2 separate regions of the Arachis hypogaea genome follow, and region 2 is linked to region 1. The links are chromatin contacts, called in public Hi-C maps. All regions are on one chromosome and are shown on one strand. The core of a region is the stretch at or near the end of the contact, and the rest is flanking DNA. Distances in the headings are between cores, read along the strand shown.

Evidence for each region. A called contact is a pair of places that touch in the nucleus more often than the background predicts.
Region 2: a Hi-C map of leaf shows a contact between it and region 1, with 1.7 times the contacts expected there. The contact joins two enhancer-like sites. A contact is called at or near these places in 3 of 8 Hi-C or Micro-C datasets (all in leaf).

The regions. Positions count from the first base shown.
Region 1 is chr11:5,479,103-5,484,249 of arahy.Tifrunner.gnm2.J5K5, reverse strand. No RefSeq gene overlaps it. Among protein-coding and RNA genes, the nearest start is that of LOC112720018, 12 kb to the right of the region's middle. Within about 2 kb of position 2,224, at least 1 of the 3 cell types and tissues checked has open chromatin away from gene starts, as enhancers often do.
Region 2 is chr11:5,532,749-5,537,895 of arahy.Tifrunner.gnm2.J5K5, reverse strand. No RefSeq gene overlaps it. Among protein-coding and RNA genes, the nearest start is that of LOC112723758, 6.3 kb to the right of the region's middle. Within about 2 kb of position 3,100, at least 1 of the 3 cell types and tissues checked has open chromatin away from gene starts, as enhancers often do.

The DNA.
Region 1 (5,147 bases), core at 975-3,474:
AACTCTACCCCACCGTCTAGGTTGTAATCCTCCTCCCCATGCTGGAAAACGGAGTTCTCTTGTGCATGGCGTCCAGATCCAACATATGATAGTGACTTGGTACATCGGATAGCGCCGGAATCGGGTTGGGGGGAGGCAAAACATAGCGCACAGCTACCTGAGCGGGCGTCTCTGGTACAAACCCCTCGTCATCACCCCCTCGAAAGAATCACTGTCGCCACTATCGGCAACGTACTCCTCATCAGAGTCTTCTTCACCCATCTCCATGTCCTCCACTAGAATGGCGACATGAACGGGGGTAGTGCGAGAGGTCGATCATCTTGTACGTAGGTCGAGTGAACAGAACTACCGCCACCAACATCTCCAACCTCGGCAGAAAGCTCCATCACTTGCTTTGCCATGATTTTCCCATGGATGTCGAACATCAATCGCACATGCTCGTCTCCTATAAGCCAAATAGTCAAAACTGGAACACTCCATTACCCAGCGGTGCCAGCAACCTATAGCTCACCCATCCGACCTCCCTCGTTTCGGTGCCCCCAAGATTTCTCAATATCAAACTCTTCAACTCGGACAACAAACTCACACGCTGAGTCCGCAACAGAATCGAATTCTCACACTCAAATATCACCTCATTGTCGCCATTTCTCATACGACAATGGGGTAAACACACACAACTATGTATACCCTATTACTGGCCATTGTTGCCTTCTTTTTGTGAGAAAACGGGACAGAAGAAGATATGAAATAAATGTGGAGAATCTCAAGAGTTAGACATCCTTTTATAGCTGTTGAAAAATTGTTTACACGTATCTCGTTTACAGTGTCAACGAGATATACACGTGTGACGTTTACGTGTCATATCTCGTTGACACTGTAAACAAGATACGTATAAATTCATCTCGTTACAGTGTAAATGAGGTTTAACAAGATGACGAATTTCGGTAATAACTTTTGAAATTATTTAATTTAGTAATTAATATATTTATTTTATTTATTAAAATAAAAAATCTGAAAACTATAATGAATAAAAACCTTATTTTAACTATCTTGTATATATAGGTCGATATTTTGAGAGGCCAATTCTACACTTTTTAATTTAGATGTGGAAGGGAGAATGGTGTAGGACGCAGATACGGAGTGTATATATAGGTGCTTTACGCAAGTGTGGTGTCAGGAACAAAAATCGGACCGTCTGATTTTTGAGTACACAAATAGAAGGGTCCGATTACCTTCACCAAAATTTAAAATTCCTCTTCCACACTAATTGGACTGTCCGATTAGTAAGCTTAATTTTTTTTACAAATAAATCGGATGGTTCGATTTCTTCATCCCTATTTCAGAAAAAGCTATTCCAATATCTATGTCTAGCACATTTTCTACAATAATACACAACACACACATACTTCTCATATCCAAAAAAATGAGCCCCAATTCTATGGTGCCTATGACTTGACGCCTAAATTTTGCCTAACTTTTTTTTTGTAGTAAGTTTTGAATTTTTAAAAATTATTTATTTTTATAATTTTTAAATTAAATATTAATTTTTAACTTTTTTTAGTAAATAGGCACCACATTTAGGCACTATAGCATTCACCATTTTGAAATTGCAAGAGAGAAAATAAAAAAGAGCGGTGTAGATCATAACAATATGCAAGATCATACCATTTTCATTATTTTTAGGTTTAATTAATTTATTAGTTTCTATAATTTTATTAAATTTGTAATTAGATTTTTATATTTTTTAATTAAATTTTTATATTATTTTTAATTTTATAATTAGTTCATTTTTATATTAAAAATATTAAAATTAATAGATTATTTTTTTAAAAAATATGTAGTAAAAAAAATTTAATTATATTTTTAATTGTAAATACTTTTATTTTGTGAAAAAATATTTAATTAATTTTAATATTTTTTACATTAAGAAATATTTAATTATAAAATTAAAAACAGTATAAAGATTTAATTAAAAAATTATAAAAAATTAATTATAAATTTAATAAAATTATAAAATATAATATAATAATTAAACCCTATTTTTATGAGTAGCTCTACTTGTGAATAATACAAATGATGAAGAGTGGTCACGGCATTTATAAAAGTGATGGGACATTGAATAATAATGCCCTTATTAGGTGTGAAAAGTCTAAACCATTGTCCCTGTCTGGTGGAGAGTACCTTAAAGCAGTGGGGTTGGTAACTCACTCACAACCAGCACTTTTTGATTGGTAACCTTATGACTTTGTAATTGCAAATTGTTGAAGCCAAACCACACAAATCTTGAAACTATGTCACACATAGAACGAAATTAGAAAACACTGAAAAATAATTATTTTTTGGCACTCATATAGGATAATAATTTCTCTTATAGTGGTTTAGTTATACCTTGTAAATTACTCTAGATCTCTCCATATTGTGTAACGTGTTTTATTTAAATCTTTTAAAATTTTTAAGAAGCAATAATTTATTTTTCTATTTTATTCTTAATAATAAGGTAATTTCAAAAACAAACATGTTATTAATTTTATAAGTTTACACTACTACAATAATAATTTATTTTTCTATTTTTGCAAATTATTTTTATAAGTTAATTTAAAAAACAAACATGTTATAAATTTTATAAGTTTACACATGAATAATTATGTCTCACATTAGTTTTATATGTTAACTGTCATCAAGATTTTTTTTTATTTATTTTTGGGAATATATTATAAAAAATTAATTTTAATACAGTGTCAGTGTATAGTAACTTCATATATATTCAATCATATAATATTATATCAAAAAAATAATAATTATTTTTATTAATTGTATAAATGATCATCTAAAAAAATAGATATAATTATATACAACTGTGTAAAATATTTTACACTATTAATAGATCAAAATTAAGCTGATATTATGAATAGCAAAAGTTTAGAGAGAGCAATAGTGAAAATTTATGTTAATATGATAAAGGGAATATTCCACTTGGGAAGACTCCTTATCTTGATCACTTCTATAGTTACATAAAAAGTTGGCATCGAGTAAATTATTGGAATTTGTTACTGTGTTTCTTATGTAAAGATATTAATTTTTTTTATCTAATCAATAATATAAATTTTTATTTTCAAATTTTTAAAATTGATTTTAATTAATAGAATATGTGACAATTTTTAAACCGTGTATTACTATAAGAAATTAAGAATACTAATATCCTGAAATTATACATGGTACTGTACCAAAATTATTTGGTAGATGTTATGATTTTCTACCACCAATTATTGGAATGAGAATGGAGGTTGAGATCCATGTGGTAGTCCTTCTTTGAATCTATAATTGTAAGGCTGTGATGTCAGCTTATTGTTACATTTATGACAAAAATAGAAATCAGAACGTGAATTGAAATTAGAATGTGAATATGAATGTAATCGCTATATTATAGTGGATTCATCAATGTATCTGCAACCTCCCTTTCTTGCTTTAAATTTTTATTCAAAAATGCTACATAATAATAAAAATTAGTCATTAAAATCAGTTATTATAAATCTATAAATCAGTTATTATAAATCTATATAGATTTATAATAACTGATTTTAATGACTAATTTTTATTATTAAAAATTAGATAATATATAAATATAAATATAAATATAAATATAAATATAAATATAAATAAAAATAAATATTAATATATATTAGATTTCACATTATTCTGTTTCATATATCATATATATAAATAGATATGAAACAGAATAATATAAATTTAGAAAATAATAAGATTAAATAAAAAAAACTATTCTATATTTTTAAAATCAATTTTTTATTATTAAAATATTCTTTTATTTATTTATAAGAATTTAATATTAATATATAAATATAAATCATATTAGATTTCACATTATTCTGTTTCATATATCATATATATATATATATATATATATATATAAATAGATATGAAACAGAATAATATAAATTTAGAAAATAATAAGATTAAATAAAAAAAACTATTCCATATTTTTAAAATTAATTTTTTATTATTAAAATATTTTTTTATTCTATCTATTTCATTTGCTGCAATAGGACGTGTAAACCAAAAATCTATTAATAGATAAGAACACATTCCAACTAATTCCCAAAAGATATAAATTTGGATCAAATTCGAATTAGTAACTAACCCCAACATTGAAGCATTAAAAAAATTCATATAAGTAAAAAATCTCAAATATCCTTAATCGTGAGATATATAATTATCACTATAAATAAGAACCAAAATGCCAACAGTAGTGATTAATATTAACATAATAAGGGTAATTAGTAAATCGATTTTTATTATGTTACATTTTCATTTTCACGCAAAGTTGTTCGTTCGTCATGTTAATAATTAATACTGAAAAAAAATTCAAGTTTTAATTTGATTCATGCATCTACCATAACTGAACTGAATATTTTGTCTCTTTACCATTTATAAAATAACTATTTAATTTTGTCATAAACATATTATACTACTTAATTTTGTTGCATCTGGATCTAATTTTGACTCTAAACATTTGAAGAGATCACTAATTTGAGTGAAGTAAAATCAAGCAATATAATAATTGTCATTTTTTAAAGACAAAACTTTCATTTATAGAATAGTCAAAACAGTGAATGATAGATAGCAGAGAAAACATATAATTTATATCTAATAAAATATATATATATTTTTTACGATCAACTATTATCTAATAGCTAGAAGACGCAATATTTAATTCCAAAAAATTTTAATTGTAATTCCTCCATCGTCAGAAAACTATTCCCTTGATTAATTGGCAGAGAATATAGTACCATGCACATAGTCCACAAAGTTATTGCACTATAAAAAAATAGAATTAAAAAAAAAAAGATAAAATTTATCTTTTATAGAAGAAACAAATTCGTTCACGGTGGTGTTACGTGTGTGTAACCCTAATAAAAAGGTGAGGTTTTATTTAGGCATGTAGATATGTTTAGTAGTTAGAACTTAGAATTCGGATTGGAAAGAAACAGAAAATTTGTTTTGTTTTGTGTTTAGATTTTTTCTTAGAATAAAAATATGAGAAATTAAATTGGTCTCTTGAATTGTCTTATATATTCATATCAAACTTTTGATTATTCTAGTAATTAATAATTTTACTAAAAAATATG
Region 2 (5,147 bases), core at 1,851-4,350, 53 kb before region 1:
AATACCAATATACAATACAATTCTTTTTACTTTTGTATTGTAATATTTTTATGTACATATAGAATAATTGATATAAAAAATGTAAAAAGTATTTTTTTTTAAATAAAAAAATAAAAGGAAATAAAAAACTAAAAAGGTAGGATTTTTTGACGCGGCTTTTGTTCACAGGAGTAAGAGGATCTGATCTGACCGTTACAATCATGCCACGTGTCATTTGTCTCTAATCACTTTCATATTTTACTTTTTGATATAATAATACAATTAAGTAAGAAACAAATAATTCTGACCATTTTAAAAAATATATAATTTTAAATAAATTAAATATTTATAAATATTTTATCTATATGTATTATTTTTAAAATATTTAATTTTAATTAAAATCTAATTGGCCAGGACGATATAGTTGTAAAAAATACGGTGAATACATCACCGACCCTTCAGAGATCCAGCGTTGCTTCGCAACATTTGTTGATGTCCTTTTCCATTATTTTATTTATTTATTTATTTATTATTTTGTATTCTCCTTCATAATTGGAGATTAATAGGTTAACTTTTCTCAGACTACAACAATTGCACCTTTACTTGGAAACATATTAACCTTACAAAAATGCTGTGAATTCGGAAACAAACAAATTCGTCAAACTTGCATTGATATACCAAGCCTGCTAATATGGTGCTAATATGGTAAGCCTACGGATTTCTAATATTACATTGTTTATTAGTGTTTATAAATTAAAATCAATTAGATAGACATATATATATATATATATATTATTTCTATTTTTTAATATTAAATACACACAGTAAAGGTGACACATATATAAATTAAGGGTTAATTAATAAAGTTTTAATATTATATGTCTATATAATAAATTCTTTAGTCTTTTAAATACACAATGATAAAATGTTGAATATATTTATTGAATACTATTATACAACTATTTTAATTTGAGTGTTTTACTCATTTTAATTAAGAATTGTAATATTATTAATATTTTTAACAAATTATAATATTCAATATATTAAATACAAAATTGTCGTGAGATCATTTTTTTCAAAAAAAATTTTTGGTGACTATTTTTTTCAAAAGTTTAAGCTTATAAAAAAAGACATATAAATAGTATAGTTATATTTTTAATACTTTTTTAAGTAAGAGTCTCATTTAGATTTGTTTAAATTTTTGTATAAATCTTTTTTTATTTATTTTATGTTTTATTTTTTTCTGTTTTGGAGTTAACAATAATTAAATTATAGATTTTTTGAATATAAAAATTTTGATATCATATCATAAAATTACTTTTTTTAAAAGTATAAATTAATTGAAAAAAATACATAAATAGTTGTATTTCTAATAATAATAATTAAATAACTATGATTTTATCATTGTTATTTTTAATATTTACTAAATTAAAGTTAATTACTTCATATTACTATAAAACTACGAAAAGAAGTAAAGAAGTAATTATGAGGACAGATGAGAGTTGTGCAATTCATTAAAAAACGTTGTTTTAGTGAGAACTACATTTTGATTTTATAATTCACGTGAAAAAAGAAATGCACCTTTATTCACATTTTCATTTGCATTTGCATTTGAGTCTCTATCACTAGACAACTAGTGGCTAAATGTGTGTTTAATTAGTTCTACTTTTATAAAATTGAATACAGTTGGCTAAATTGAGTATTTATCCTAAGTTCCTAACATAAGCTTCCAAATTGTGCAAGTGGCTTTTACCGAAAAATTTTAATGCAAGAACGCGTTGACTCATTTTAGCGGGAATTGACTTTTTTTTTTTTGAGACACTGTGTAAAACATTTTTAAATATATTTAAAATATTAATATTTTAATAATCTTAATTATTAATTTTAATTAATATATTATATATATTTTTTATAATTGAGATTAACGGTTAAAATTATTAAAATATCAGTATATCTAATACATTTGAAATTATTTTTAGAGATTAAATAAGTTCTAGAGTGTAAATGAAATTTCAAATTTTAAACATTTTCATTAAGAATTAATAAATAAATAAATAAAGGATAAATAGATTTTTGATCTTTTAATTCGCAGATATTTAAATTCTCAAAAATTTAAAAATACATTTAAGTTCTTGACTTTTTCAAAACATGGACATATCGATTCTTTATGTTTATTTAGGTTTGTCAGACTCAACAGAAAAATTAATAACTCCCGTTGTATTGATCTAGTTGATATGAATGCACACATAAAAAAATTTTTAAAATTAGACAAATTAGATTCAGAAATTAATATGTCCAAATTTTAAAAAAATAAAAAATTTAAATATATTTTTAAATTTTTAAAAACTTAAAAATTTGCGAATAAAAAAGTCGGAGGGATTTGTCTTTTTCTCTGGATAAATAAATTGCTCAGCCGCCCTCACACAAATCTAGAGCCCAACTATAGTAAAATGTGAAATGGAATAAAATATAATGAATCTATCACCATTCACCCAACGCACAAAAATAAATTAAAAAAAAAAAACTAAAAGTGCATGTAATCCATAATAATGAGAACATGAATATTTTAGTATAATTCAAGTGATCAATTTGGACATGTGGGAGTATATTTCAATGTTAACTTAGTCAATTACTACAATTATATACACATTACTATATAATTTGATTTGATGATGGTGATCACTAATGAAGGTGATGAGCTGAAATGTTGTTTAATAAATTACAATATCTTCATTACCACATATTGTATCTCTTATTTATCTCAAATTAATTATTTATTTATTTATTTATTTATTTATTTATTATCATTTTAATTTTCATCAGAAGAAATGAAAATTAAACCAAAAAAAAAACTACAAATTAATTGGGTAGGAGAAGGGGGTGGGAAACCAACGGCGCAGAATGAAACGAATTAAAGAAAATAAATAAAATAAAATAAAGAATGAAGTGAAAATAATAATAAAGCCAAGGGCAAGTTGCACTAATTGGGTCCACGAAGGAGACAGCAGCATCAAATCAACGCCTAGAAAAGATGTGATGAAAGTGAAACACAATATGGACGGTCCAGATTGATTCTATGCACAGATTTCATTTTCTGTTTGATAAATAAACTTGCGATGGGTGTCTTCTCAGAGTGGAGGGGATAGATCAATGATCATAGATTCTTTGTTGTACTTTGTCGTACTCGTAGGAATAATACATAATAAATTATTTGAAATATGATGCGCATGCATATATATATTATTAATATTTTTAAAATACTTTAATTTAATTTGTCAATTACTTTCATCCTTTTGTTTCGAAAGCGTGATCTAGGACCAGGAATAGAATTATATATTAGATAGATATTAATCATGATGAAATCCACTAATATATAATTTTTGGTCCATATTGTTATAAAAAAGTGGCATATTCATAAGGGTGTCAATAGGTCAAGATGAAATAGGTTCAGCTGAATTTGAATTTGACTTATGTTTTGATTGTGGCTGGTATGTTTTAGGATTCAATTATCTATTAATTCTATATCAATTTTATTAAAAATACAGATTTTAAAAATTAAATCACTTCTCTTTAAAATATAGGCTTTTTTATTCTTTTATTTGTTTTTGTTATAATTTTTTTGGAATCAACAAAGATTAAATGTTAAACATTTTGATCATAAAAATTTAAATATTATGATATAAAATTAAACTAATAAAAATAGGTAAATAAATAATTATATTTCTCACATTATGTTGAGTCGGATCCAAAAAAAAAAAAAAAAACATTTTAATAGTTCTCTAACATATATGAATGATAATGGGGTAGATATACATGAATTTTTACACTATTCGATCCATCTCACCTTATCTTATCCTATATAAAATTCGCCCCTATTATTATGGATAATCAATTTTTACATCCTAGTTACCTTTCTAATCTTTTAAATTCAACATGCAAATAAAATGTTGAATATATTTCAAATGTGAAAGTCCTTATTAAAAAAGTAAATAAAAAAAAAGAAATAAAAAAGATGTAAAGGTATAAGATGTGTTCGTCTGAATTCTTGTTTTAATTTAAAGCCCAGCAACGTAACAAAAAAAAGTGAAAACCTTTAAAATAACATACACAATAACATATCTAGCCATTTGAAAAGAAGAAAGCAACACATAATCATAGTTATAAATTAATTAAGTAATTATACATGTATTCTTGGCAAAGAATTGGACTACACATTTTAAGAACATTTGTTTACCAAATGAGAAAGAATGAGGAACCAATAGAATATTTATATACAATGTGTACAATGGAGGTTTAGGGAGTATTAGAGATATAACTATTAGTGTTACCTCTTTCATCAGTTGAAGTTTTTGGGATGAGTGGTATCATGACATGGTATTAGAACGTTAGATCCGAAAAGTCAAGAGTTCGATCCTTGGTGAACTCCAAAATCAGTTTAAACTTTTGAGAAAATGTTTATTATCTCTAGTGGAGATGTTCATTTTTACCTCAATAGCCCATTATACACATTGTACAAGTAGTCCATTGTCTCACTAGCTGGACTCTTACCAAATTCACCATATCAAAACCCGCTATTGGTACCAACTTTACGTCTAGATTCATGCAGTTAATTTCTTGACATCTGAATTATTAACGTAATAGGACCATAATTATTTTTCATGTGAACTTCAATTTAAATATATAGTAAAAATAATTTGTAAAGACGCTTTGGGTAAAACAAAAAGCCCCAAATTCTATGGCAAGCCAAGGGACATGCAGAATAACTTTTGTCTCTTTTGATATCAAGTACAAAAATAAATAAATAAATGAATGGGGGGGATTGTTGGTGCCTTGGTGGGGACTACACCTGAAGTTGCTGCAGTATAATAAATTCTTTTTTTTTTATATATATATGATTTCAAATTTTGGAATCCCACTTCTAGATACCAAAATTGTTACTTTCGAATTTCACACAAATAAATCGATCAAAGAGAAAAATATCTGCAGGTATATGTAATAATTCAATCAGTCCTAGTAAAAAATAAATTCCATTTTCTTCTCAACAAGAGCTAACTCAGGCAAAAAAAAAAATAGACAAATATACACATAAAAGATAATACGATAGATAAAATTATATATAAATTATATAATAATTTAAGTGTATTATAAATTTTATATTTCGTTAATAA